Linked DNA regions of Rattus norvegicus: region 1 is linked to region 2. A link is a contact called in public Hi-C data. All regions are on one chromosome and are shown on one strand. The core of a region is the stretch at or near the end of the contact, and the rest is flanking DNA. Distances in the headings are between cores, read along the strand shown.

Region 1 (6,745 bases), core at 335-2,834, 160 kb after region 2:
CAGTGGACACTGTATTATGAAAACCCGAACCTATTCCCAGAGAAATTAAACTTGAAGTTGAAGAACTGGATGATAGTGGGAGTTTCGCTTTTTTTTTTTTTTTTTTTTTTTTTTAAGACAGAGTTTCTCTGTGTGGCCCTCTGTAATTGGAGGGTTTTCTTTGGATGTAGGCTTTCTCTGTGTAGTCCCGGTTGTCCTGGAACTTGCTCTGTAGACCAGGCTGGCCTGGAACTCAGAGATCTGCCTGCTTCTGCCTCCCCAGTGCTGGGATTAAAGGCGTATGCCACGCCCAGCTAAGGCATTCTGAAGACTTCGGTTTTTTTTGGCACCAGCATTCTTTTTGGGATATTACGGTAGCGTCAGAATGGAGAGTGAATTTAAGGGGAGGAAAATGGGAGGGCACAGAGGTGGCCAGCTGAGAGATACCTTTGCTAGTGTATGACAACTGTCTGCATGCTGAGTGCCTGGCCCACATCAGCTCATCTGGTGACAGTCCTGTTTGTAGAGACTGACCTTGGGAGGTTGTTGTAAGCATTGTGTAGTTCCTGCAGTGAGCTTCTGGGGGAGAGGCCCGGACCTTGTACCCTACTAAAGTCAAGTACTTGGGAAGCGAGAACACTGAGGAGGTGGAAAAAGAGGCAGAGAAGTCACCTCAGTAAAACCAGAGACGGCGGCAGCACGGAGGACTGCCATGTCGGACTATCAGGGGCTGCTGTGGGGGAGGCTCAGTGGTCAGGAAACAAGCCAGCATTGCCGTGGCTGGATTAGGGACAGGGTTCGGTGGGCAGCCAGGCCACTAGAAAGTTGGTGAGAAAGTGAAGCGGGTGGTGACTGCCCACAGTTCAGAAGGCAGCAGAGTGATGGGCCGTTTCTCTTTCTTTCCCAGAAGAAGGACCTGAAGATTCTTTCAATCACTCAGCCAATGTTTATCAGTGTCTACTAAGAGCTAAGTGCAGAGGGGCGGGAGATGAAAGGCGCTCCCTGTGCTGGGAAAGAGCTCTCAGTCTGGGAGCTTGCAAAGGAGGGGGGTGGGGGGACACCGAGCCAACACTGTGTGTTAAGAGCCTTGTGGGAGGGGAGGCCACAGTTCTTGTCACACAAGAGGGAGCTTATTGAGGTTTTCTGGAGGGCTAATTAGGCATTCACCAGGCGAATCAGGAAGGAGCTGCCATCTAGGCCTAGAGAACAGGGCCTCAGAGGGATGGAGCCGGGAAACACGAGGAATGGTGTTGAGGCAGGAGGCGGCTGGGAGTCAGCGGGCCTAGGGGAAACCTCCAGTATGACCGGTTCATAGGGAGTTTCTAAACCATGGACTGGAAAGCTGAGGGCAACGAAGAGCAGCAGAGGCATGATGGAGACTGGAATATGAGGTTCCGAGGGAGGGAGAAAGGTTGGCTTTGGGTTTCCTGGCAGGGTCGGGGGCTGAGGCCATCTGCCAGCGTATAGAGGGTTGCCATATTGTCATTATTTGAGATTCACAAAGACTTTCATCAGCCGTGTAACCGACTCTCACTGACACCCCTACATCTGTTGATCTGCTTTTAAATGCGGTGCGATCTTCCCTCCCAGTATCTGCAACAGCGATGTAAGCACCAGGCGTGACAGGCCTGGACAGGAGCCAAGGAGTATTGATTACACACTGTCTGTCCTCCAGTCGAAACTTGTTTATGTTCCAGAGTCAAACATCACCCAAACGGGAAGGGTTCTTTGTGGAACTCCAATCACGGGTTTTCCAGGAAGCAAAACCAGAAATTGGTTTTGCCCTCATCAGTGTGTATTTAAAAGGGAGTCTCTGGCCTCTTTTTAAATATCAAAGACAAGAGCGATAGAGAAGATAGCGAGTAGCATCTTCTGGCACAAAGTACTCAGATCCGAACTCCAGAGGCCATACATAGTGTGCACTGGTTTGTAGCATTGCTAACCCTTAACCTTGGGTAAAGGATCTCCTAGGTTCCGGCTAGGATGATGAACCCTAGAGAAGAACCTAGACTTTTGACATATAAGTGTTTTAAGTTTAAAGTTTGAATACATATGCGAGTGAGTGTGGTATATATGAGGCATATATTCACTCGGTGGGTACTTATGTGTGTGTGTGCACAGAGGCCCGAGGATGATGCTGGTTGCTCAGTCCTGGCAATCTCTACCTTACTCCCTTGAGGTCTCTCCTGGAACCTTGAGGCAGCTTGTATCCTGCAAGTCTCTGTAATCCCTCTGTCTCCATGCTCCACAGTACTGACATGACAGGTATGTGGGGTCAAGCTCAGCTTTTTGTTAGGGTGCTGGGATCCTAACCCAGGCCCTCGCTTGAGAAGCTGACACTCTTTACCCGCTGAGCTGTCTCCCTCGTCACATCTCCTTTTAGGCCCAAAAAAGCAGTTTCCAACAGTAATTCTGAATTCTTTCCTCTGTGTAGCTCACATAGTGAAATTGGCTAGTGTGAATTAGTGTGTTGGTGACAATCTGTGTCAGCCAAAGGACCCACTAGTATCTACTGAGAAGAAAGATGGGCCAGAATATGAAAAAAAAATCAACACACAGGGAGTGAGGGGGGAAAAGCAGAAATTGCAAAGAGAATAGATTTTGTAGAAGGTGGTTGAGTGTTGGGCTGGTTTTCTTCATGCTGGTTTTATTATGTAACCTAGATGATTTTTAACAAGGGTTTGAATGGAATATAATTTATTCCATTTACACACACACACACACACACACACACAGAGAGAGAGAGAGAGAGAGAGAGAGAGAGATGACAGAAGAACAGTATGACTTATTCACATAGAGAATTTTTAGTCTTGTAAGGAGTTGACAGGATAAAATACTGCCCCTGACACCTCTGTCTCTCACTACTGCCCCAAAGATCTCCAGGCCCTGTCACCTTACAAGAATCTTGAAGATAGAGTTTGTTATCTGGATGGGCCAGTGCAATCACAGAGGAAGATCCAGGTAGGAATGTTAGGACAGGAGAGAGGTAGAAGCTGGGTTAGGACAGAAGCAGAGGTCACTGTGATATTAATCCTGGAAGGAAACCAGAGCCAAAGGAACCAGGCAACAAGCAACTGGAGAGGGCAGGAACCAGGCTCTGTGGAAGTCTCCAGAAGAAATGCAGGGCTTCCGACTACCCAACTTTAGCCCCCAGTACCCACTCTGGCCGTCTGACCTCCCTTTGTTAAAGTTACATTGTTTCAAGCCATTGTTCTGAGCTATTCGTTACACCAACAAGAGCAAACAAATGTAAACCTAGTGAGTGGTCCTGATCGCTTGAATTTTATATTCTTCCTGCATTCCAGACGTGCTCTTAAGTTTCCTATGTGATAATTCACTTCAAATGTTCTTTTGTAAGCCGTGTCTCTATGTATGTGCTGTGTGCACATGCGCGCACATCTGTGCATGTGTGTGCATGCGTGTGTGCGTGCGTGTGTGCGTGTGTATCAGTCTGTCTGTCTGTCTGCCTGGGTTTGTTGGGAGGTCCTGAAACCCAGGGTCTTACACAGGCCAGGCAAGAGCTTCACCACTGAGCTCCACCTTGTCGCACTCTTGCTTTCAGTCCCTCATCTCTTTATTAGACCTGAGTCCCCTGAGGGGAAGAATGGCCTTATTCTAGCTCTGTGGTTCTGAGTGGACGCCTGTGCTCCATGTGGAGGCAGAGCCCATTCACTGAGTGAGCGACTCAAAAGAAGGTACCTGAAAGACAGTTTTCAAGTGAATTAATTGTGTCTGTCCTCCCTGGCTTGGCAAGATTTTGGGGGTTACTCTTCAATTTGAGGACAACCACCTTAGAAGAAAGTGACTCACAAGAGGCTGGGAGAGAGGGCCTTGTTCTTCCAACAGCTGTCTTCTTCCCTTACACAGGGGTCTGCTGAAGTCCGGCAAAAATGGTGGGCTCACTTGGGTGTGGGTAACTGAACTGGAGTGGGCTATGGAGTGTTTTGTGGTTACGAACCCAAGCAGTGTCTTTTCTGAGTCTTGTCCGTATCACAGGGTCTGGTGGTTTTTGGGAGTAGTCTGTCTTCTCCACAGGAGTGGCTTCTCCTTTGGTGCTCTGAGCCTCCTTGAACTAGAGAGCTCCTGGAGTCTCCGTTTAGCTTCCGCTCTCAAGCCCAGCCTTAAGGCAGCCTTCACACTGTCTGTGTCTTTGGCATGACTCTTCTGTTGGGATGCAATCTGCTCTGGGAGCTGTGGGCTGAGTTCCTGTGAGACTCGGTGTCTGTTCGATTTGATACCAACAGAAGTTGGGTTCTTGAGAGAATTGCTTCTTTAAAAAAAAACTTTTGGTTCTCACTAGAGTTCCTGTGGAAACTAGAGGGTGTAGTGTGGTCGTAATTATGGCTTTTCTATGTCAGCGGTTCTTGGGGTCCTCTGCCTCAGGGTGCTGCAGAACTGATTTCTTTGTTTCCCTTCTTCCCCCTTCTCTGTGTATGGAACTGTTCTTTCTCCAGCACTGGGGCATAGCACGCCCCTCCCCCAGCCAGCCCTCCACACCCCCCTTCTTGACTGTCTTTGTCCCTGCTGCTGTGAGTGACTGTTCACGAGTTCACACCATACGTTCTCATGGTCAAGACAACTTCCTCTTCAAAGAGGTCCCTGGGCATTTAAACATTTCTAAAACGAAGAAAGCCCTGGAGGAAGAAGAGGATGCTGTGCCAGTCAGCCGGCTTGGCCTCTGTCACTGCACAGACCCCCTGCATTGCGCTCTAGAGGCCTGTGTTAGATGCTCACTTCCTCCTCTAGCCTGTTAGCGACAGCTCTCGCTAAAACACATGGTGGGCTGAGAGACTGGTTTTCCCTGACAGATGAAGGAATTTTTCATAAAGACCATTAAAATAATGTGGAAGGCATATATATATCTCCCACACAACTAAAACTAGAGTCTTGCCAGATATTCCTATACTCGCACACACAGGGGCATTGGTGAGTATGGTAAAAGCAACCCAAGTGTCCACCAACAGGGTAGATGATGTTGGAATGGATAAACAAATCTTTCATTTGCATACAATGGGACATTAGCCTTAGAAAAGGGTAGGATTCTGATATCTGAGGCAGGCTACAGCGTGAGTCAACCTTGAATACATTTCGCGGAATGAAGTAAGCCAGATATAGAAAGATAAGCACTGTGTCGTTCCACCTGTCTGGGAGAGCTGTCACACTCACAGAATGGTGGTCACCAGAGGCCTTGGGAGAGGGGACTATCGAAGGAGTCACTATCTAAGGAGTTACTATCTAAGGAGTCAGCCTTGCTGTTCAAGGAGGTGGGCAGACAGCCACAGGCGTGCATGTAACCACAGGTACTCGCCATGAAGTCTACTGAATGAACAGCGCACTTTGGTACGGTGAGATTGGTAAAGCTTACGTTGCGCATCCTTTTACCACAATAGAAAAAGGTAACAATGAGGAATGTGGGCATTATAGTTTTGTTGTTTCTTCATAATTTGTTTTTCTTTTTGGCCAAGGCTAAGAGTAGAAGGCGCAAAAGATGTGCACATTGTTAGAGATTTACCAACCAACGTCGCTGCTGTTCGTGTCTCTTCTATGTTGTGCTGCGAATAACACTTATCCAAATAGCAGTGAGAATACACTTTCCTTCTAAGTAATTTTTCCCTGTGACTTTTGTACACCAATCTAGGAAGGAAAACATATTTATCGAGGCAAATGCATGCTTTCAAAGGTCACCAAAATAAACTCTGTGACTGTGGCAACCCTTGGAACTGGGCAGAGGAACCTGGATTTTGCAATTCTTGTGCACACATTGAATGATACTTCTTGTCCCGGGTTCCCTGACTTCATACAGGAAATATGTGACCTCCAGGTCCCCAGGCTGTCTGAAAGGGAGCTTTGATAGAGACAAAGCAAGCAGGGAGATTCCCCTTGGTTCAGGTAATTTCTGTGGCTGATAGTTGTGATCAAGTTTTGAAAAGCAAATACCACCTGCTCGCTGAATCTGGGAACAAGAGTTCAGCTTGTGTGGCAGGAACTCAGGTTTGATGGCCAGGTGCCCCGAGTGCTTGGCAGGCTCACAGGGTGATTTTCTTAGTGAGTCATTGTGACATTCTGTATCTGCATACCACAGGGGAGTCAGGGTTGAAAAGTGGCCCATCTCGCAAGGCGACCCAGGTTAAATTCTTCTCTACAGTTTGGGGGAGCAGATATGGTGAAAACAGATGCACCACCTCCAGGGCAGCATAAAATAAAAACCGCAGTAGATCTCAAGCCTGTGAGACTGGCTTTCTTTGCCCTGATGGGTCATTCAGCACTGTTGGAAATATCAAACTGACATGTAGCTCCCTCCCTCTTCCCTGCTCTTGCTCCCTCCTTCTCTGCCTTACTCCAGTTCTCTCTGTCTCTCTCTCTCTCTCTCCTTCTCCCTCTCCCTCTCCCTCTGCTTCTCCTTCTCCCCCCCCCCTCTCATTTTCCACCTGATTTTACAGCTCATGCTTCTTGAGTATTACATTTTTGCCCTTATATCATCCAGAGCTACACATGTATGCTGACACACTTCTGTGCATGTGCCTATGCACACACCACACCCTGTATACACACACATACACATACCATACCCTGTACACATACACTCACATGTCACATCCTACATGCACACTGTACATATCACACACATACCATACCCTGTACACATACACCACACTCTCACACACACCATACACACCACATACATACACATACCCTATACACATATACACACACGTCACACACATCATACCCTATGCACACACCATACCCTACACACACACATATA
Region 2 (6,652 bases), core at 174-2,673:
TTAAATTGGAAAAGACTGCTGTCCCTGGGTTCGTGGGAAGGGACAGTACATTGCCTCCTTTACAAAGGTCAAAATGTTCCTCAAGCTCAGTGAGGACTCTGTTTCTGGATTAGCCTCCCTTGAACCAAGCAACTACAGGAATGAGCCGCTGAGACCTTATGCGCCCCTCACAGGGTTCCCCATCTTAGAGGCAACCGTTCTCAGCTTCCACTCAGGAGCAAACCCTTCAGATACTGACCTTGAAAGCTATGACCTTACTCAGGAAGAACATGGAGGCTGTGTAGCCTGTTTGGTGGTCATGTACTGCCAATGCACAGTTCCTTTCTAAGGGGTTCATGAGTCAGAGATCATGGTAGTGTTGACACGTGTGCTGGGCTTGATTGGTAAAGCTGCCCCTGCAGCTCCCAGAACCTCACCAGTTTCCCACTTCATTCATACAAAAGCTGATTACTTCTTCCTTTTTTGGTTTGCTCTTGCAACAAGACCTTGGATGATTCCATTGTTGGGAGAGAATTACATTTGAAAATGACTGTTCTTTTTTAAAGTAGAAATTACTCTTCCCCCCACCCCCCTTTTCTCAGCTAGGGTAATCCCTGATGAAGACTTTATTCTTTTTCATATCTTTAACACACCCCTTCCGCTGACAGTTTGGCCACTTTCTTTCTGGGCTCCAAGTCAGTGTGTATAGCTACTCCAGGATGCCCCAAGGAACCAGAGACTTATCAATGCTGCTGAGGCTCTGATTACACACCCAAGAATATGGTGCCCTGGCACACCGACTATTTTGATCTGAAGGGCAAGTGTTCTCAAGCAAGAGATTTTTAAAAGTAACTTATTATTTTTATATTATTATTGTTATTGTTATTGTTATTATTATTATTATTATTATTATTATTATTATTATTATTATTATTGCCAAACTCCCTTCTCTGTCTGCTCTCCTTCCTCCCAAGGCAGGACATAGAAACTAAAATTTCCTTCTGCAAGACAAGTCATGGAAATTGGACCCCCTTCCCTGTAACAGCCACAGACCCTGGAATAGGTTCTAACCTCCTCCTGCCTTCCTGGGACACCTTCCAGTGAATAGAAGGTCTACACACTGTAGGACCTAAGTGTGTCTCTCTAGAGCTGTTCCCTACATCCTCAGGAAGAGGCGATGCCATACAGGGAGCCGAGAAGAATCTGGAGGGAGGCTCATTACCACTGGGATCTTTTGTCCCATGGCTGTCTATTCTCCACAGAATCTACACACAAACCAGGAACTTCCCCTTGAGTCTTTGAGCCTTTGTTTTCAAAAGCCCCCATGTCATCGATTAAATTCCTCATGCCTCTCTTCTTAGCCAGTCCTCTGTGATAGAACTGGTGGCTGTGACCCTGAGGAGAGATGAGGAGTGTGGTGTCCCAGCTCCCTCCTCGCTGTGTAAATTTGAACTTTGCCCTACCCTTCCTACTTCTGCAGACCTGATGACTGCTAACACTGTGCTGGCTACCTCAGGCCAACCCTGCCAATCAGCTTCATCTTTCTCACTCCCTGACTTTCCCCATTTAACTGTCAGGTCCATTTCAGAAGAGCCTGGGGGGAAAATCTCTGTGTTCTCTATTGTCTTTGCCTGACCAGCCTTGGCCTTGTGAGCGCTGACTCCTGTCAACTCCCCAACTGATTCCCTTCCTTCTTTGAGCCCTGCTCAGGATCAGCCTCTCCCCATTAGACACCAGAGCTGCCTTTAAAAACATTAGGTCAGGCGACTTTCTAGCTTAAACACCTTCCTGTAAAGCTCCCTACCGTTGCCTGCAAGGCAACTCACATTCCTTAGTCCGGCTTATCAGCCTTCAGCGTCTGCCTTTTCCTTTCTTGCATCATGTTCTGGCGTCACATCGGCTTCTGGAAAGTTCATCAGACCTCCATGTTGTTTCACATTGCCCTGCAATCTGCTCTTCCTTTGTTTTCCTTCAAACACCTGCTTCCCTTCTTTGCCTAGTGAACTTGGAGAGGGAGGCATCCCTCCCTCGACCCCCTGGAAGGTCGCTGAAGCTAGTGCACAGAAGCCTGAGTAAAGGAGAGAGGAGATACGAACTCATGAGCATGCGCAAAGACACCTCGAGCTTACACAATCTAGTGACGACCCTCTGGAAAAAGTTGATCTCAGCTAAACACTTGTCTCCATTGGATCGCATTATCTTGCTTGTTGATTTGATGTTGAAGGGCCTAGCCCACTGTAGGTGGTTCCATTCTTAGGCAGGGGGGCATAGGCTATGTAAGAAGGGTAGTTGAACACACCAGTCTGTGGATAAACGAGCCAGTAAGCTTTAACCTCCCTCATTTCTGCCTCCACGTTCCTTCTTGAGTCTCTGCCCGGACTTCTGTCAACAATGTCGGACTGTGGGGTAGAAGTGTAAAAATGAAATAAACTTTCCCTGGTTGCTTGTGGATATGATGTTTATCATGACAATAGAAATCAAAGTAGGCCAGGGGATAAATTTCAAGTGGACGATTTTCAAGTTGACCGTGACCGTTGAACGGACCTATAGAACAGACAATGATTTGTGAATGACTCAGGAAGCTGAATGGGCCGAAGGGAAGACAGTGGCTTGTGACAGTGACTATCTAGATGTGGAGACGGCCTTCACTTTGTCTTTTGAGTTTATTTTTCCCTGGCTATTGGAGCCTGGGAGGGGATAAAGGGCAACCTTTTGCTGGGTCTGGTAAAGTAATTTCAGGGGGGGAGCCCCTTGCTGAGCTTGGGGATCAGGGAGAGACAAGGGGAGGTTGGCGAGGCCTTCCAGCTGCCTTTAATAAAGTGCTCGGCGTGTCCCAGGGCTGTACTTGGGTGTTTCATTTTCTGAGACCCAACAGACTCCTATCGCGAGTCTGAAACTCATATCACCGTCTGTTTGCTTGATTTCCTTCCCCCTCTCCCACCGAACCCTGGTTCTATCTTTTGAGACAGTATCTCTTTATGCAGTTCTGGTTAGCCTTGAGTTCGAGGTTCTCCCTCCTTAGCCTCTGTGCAGGGATTGCAGGGGTGTATCACTATGCCTGTTTTTCACATGCTTCCCTTGGGCCCCTCCTCTAAACTCCTGAGGTGCAAATCACCCATTTGGAGTACCCCTGGGAGCCTACTGTCCCTGCACCATGCTGTCTCCATGTACTCACTCGAAACAAAGGCTACAGTGTATATCATTATATGTATTTCCTAAGTCCAGGAAATACGTGTTCTGCCTCTCCCTGATGGAAAGTGAACTTGGAGCGAGAAAAGTATGCCGGCGTAGGCTCCTCAGCTGTAGCAGAACACACCAGTGGGGTTATTGATAATGGGAGGGACCGAGCAAGTGCGCACCAAGGCACATGGAAAGCTCTACCACACATTCTATTTGTAATCTTAAAACTGCTCTAAAAATAGTCTATTAAAACACTAGTCAGGGCCGGGGAGGTTGGAGAGATACCGCATCCGATATAAGCACTGGCTGCTTTTCCAAAGGATCCAGGTTCAATTCCTAACACTCACAAGGCAGCGCATAGCTCTCCTCAACTCCAGCCACAGGAGTTCTGACACCCTGTGGATTGCAGGTGAGGGCGGGTGGAATCTAATTCGTCAGATAAGGCTAGAGCCTGTGATTGGGCAACGGAAAAAGAAGGCGGGGCTGGAAGTTTTAGAGAAAAACGGGAACTGAGGGGAAGAGCCAGGGAGAAGGTAGTAGAGGGACCTGATCCACGTGGCTTGAAAGAGTCACAGGTAGCTATGGCTATCACAGAGGACAATAGAGTAATGTAGGGTGCATTTGCCCCATCTAGGTGTGCAATATCAATTGAGTTTTGAGATTTTCTGTGTTGGCATTTTTTTTGGGGGGGTGCAGGGCCAACAGTTGAGAATTTACTGTTATAAAATCTGACTGATAGATTATAAGCCTCTGGAGATTTCTTTATACGGGGTTCGGGGTTTAGAGCCAGTCTTGGCAGACTGTCCACAGGGGACAACTGACTGGGAACGCGAGCTCTTGGGTGGCAAGCGAACCGTGGGAAATTGGGCGGACCGCCGCTTCGGGATAGCCATGGGAGCCGGGAGACCGCCTTTGCCGAGTGTAGCCGGAGATAGCGTGGATTTTTTTAATTACACGCTACAACACCCTCACACAGATATACGTTCAAGCAAAGCACCAATGCACATAAAATAAAAATATAACAATTAAAACAAAATAATCAGGGCTGCAGAGATGGCGCAGCAGTTAAGAGCACTTGCTAGTCTTGTAGAGGAACTGTGTTTGGTTCCTGACACCCATACCAGGATGCTGACAGCTGTCTGTAACTCTAGCTGTAAGAGGTTTAACGGTTTCTTCTGGCCTCTGAGGGCAACAGCATGCATGGACAGACCCCCCCCCCCCAACACACACAAAGACAAACTCTCTCTCTCTCTCTCTCTCTCTCACACACACACACACACACACACACACACACACACACACACACATCATAATAAAAATCTTAAAATACAAACCCTTGGGTAGGAGATGGGAAGTGGATGGTTGTCTCTGTAGAGGGCATTTTGTTTCTCCCTTTATTTCTTTTAATCTGGGCCAATTTTCCTCTCTACCATCGCCCACATCTCCCCTTCACTTGCCCCATGAAGAAATACCAGATCTTCTCACCTGAAAGGATCTTCCCATACTCTGTTCTGCCCGCTTAGTATTCCTGCAATCCCTTCCTCTCCCAGAAACCTCACTCAGGATTACTTCTGCCAAGGTCAACTCTGACCTAAATTGCCACATTCCAGGTCTCTTCCTTCCTTATCTAATTTGTTTCTTGTCCCTGACAGCACATTGTATTCTTTTTGTTTGTTTTAGTGAAGGGTGTTACCATGTAGCCCCGGCTGACCTGGAAACTCACTCTATTACCAGGCTGGCCTTGAAGTCAGTGGATCCACTTGCCTGTGCCCTGGGAGTGCTGGCACTAAAGGTGTGTGCCACCACGCCCAGCTCGGCTTCTCTCTTTGAAGCTCCTCTAGATCCGATGGTGATATCTCCTTACAGCTCTTTCCTTTTCCTACCTAAATATCCATATCAAAATCCAGCATTGAAAACCCACCACAATCTTCTCTCCTGTCACAGAATCAGACACTACCTCTATTCTCTGATCTCTGACACTGCTGATATCCCACGGGAGAGGGCATATCACAGGAGTGAAGATTCCATGTGTGGATTGCATGTGGACCGTCATAAAGCTGTTTTCCAATGGAATCAGCATTTTCACCGCCCTTGGCTTGTGAATGGACATATTTCTCCAGATAGAGAAACCCTGAGGAGTTTGGGGAAGGAGGTGGTTCAGTCATCCTGGTGTTTTTTTCTTAAAAAAAGAATTATTATTTCATTTATATGAGTGTGCTTGCCTGCCTGGTGCCCACAGGGGCCAGAAGACCGTATCAGATCCTCTAGGACAAGAGTTATAGGTGGGTGTGAGCCACTGCGTGGTTGCTGGGAATCAAACCCAGGTCCTCTGGAAGAACAGTCAGTGCACTAAGGTGTGGAGCCACCTCTGAGTCCCCGCCCCAAATTTCATATTTCCTATGTTTTATATTTTTCTCACTCCTAATGAATTCTGTAACATTCAGTATAACTCACACAATTCAGTGTAGCTACACAAAGTAAGGTGATGGGCTGGACTTGGGTGTACATGAGGAAGAATCAGTCTTGGTTTTATCACGGAGTTCTGACACTGGAACTAACCTGGGCATAGACATCCTCCACACTGACTATACCTTTGACACGGTAGCTACAATATGGCTGCCCTTCTAGTGTTTCCGTTGGGATGAGGTAAAGTTCAATGTGCAGCTATCAATGCTCACACGGTTGTCAGTGGGGCTGCTCAACTCCCAGAGGTTATGAGTGTTAGGCAGTCAGTGAGACTGTCCTGGTGTGCTTTGTCTCCAGACCACTTCTTAACTCCGTTTCTTCAAAATTGGTTCTTTTGGCCAGATGTCTGCAGCCACCCTGAGTAACCTTCTCAGGAAGTGTGCTGGCACATGCATGCTCAGCTGTCCCATCCTAGCAATGGAAGGGAGTTTGGACTAGATGACCTGTACAATTCTTTTTGACCTGGGTACTTGTGAGGAGGCATGGCAGAAGTCCGAGTTCCAGTGGCCGCAGCAGCGGCAGCATTGATGCTGGCCTGTTCAGCTGGGTAGAGTTAATCAGTAAACGGTTGCTAAGACAATATTTGAGAGGTGGAGACTAGTGAGTAAGGTGGAGTTGGAGCAGAAGAAAATGCTCTTTGAAAACAGCAGTTAGTAGGCGCATAAAGGAAGTTCCATAAAGCCCACATGCTCCACCTCCTCCCTCTGCCCCCCACCCCCACCCTCGCCCCAGCCCCAGAACTTCATGTTCATATACCAAACTCACCTAGAAAACATGTTCTGGACTTAGACCACAACGGACCTCTGACTATACAGTTTCATTTAAAAAAAAAAAATAATGTGTGTTTGTTTTAGAGCAACCAAGGGGATTTTAATCTACTAGTAGAGACTAGTTCTAGGGAAGTGGCCCACAGGAGCTAGTTTCACACTAGCGCATTGAGCATGTGCTTCTTATAATGCAACTGACTAATAGCCTGAGAGTAAAACTTTCTGAGGTGCTCACTTAACCCTTCCCCATGGGCGGAGGG

Evidence for each region. A called contact is a pair of places that touch in the nucleus more often than the background predicts.
Region 1: a contact with region 2 is called in a Hi-C map of liver, with 3 times the contacts expected there. The contact joins two enhancer-like sites. A contact is called at or near these places in 2 of 12 Hi-C or Micro-C datasets (kidney and liver).

Annotation. Positions count from the first base shown.
Region 1 is chr2:30,500,212-30,506,956 of GRCr8, forward strand. The region is part of intron 1 of LOC134485824 (a long non-coding RNA gene); the gene reads left to right. Among named protein-coding and RNA genes, the nearest start is that of Enc1, 220 kb to the left of the region's middle. Within about 2 kb of position 1,585, at least 14 of the 93 cell types and tissues checked have an H3K27ac peak or open chromatin away from gene starts, as enhancers often do. A contact at or near this core is called in liver, where this site is marked.
Region 2 is chr2:30,337,913-30,344,564 of GRCr8, forward strand. No RefSeq gene overlaps it. Among named protein-coding and RNA genes, the nearest start is that of Enc1, 56 kb to the left of the region's middle. Within about 2 kb of position 1,424, at least 6 of the 93 cell types and tissues checked have an H3K27ac peak or open chromatin away from gene starts, as enhancers often do. A contact at or near this core is called in liver, where this site is marked.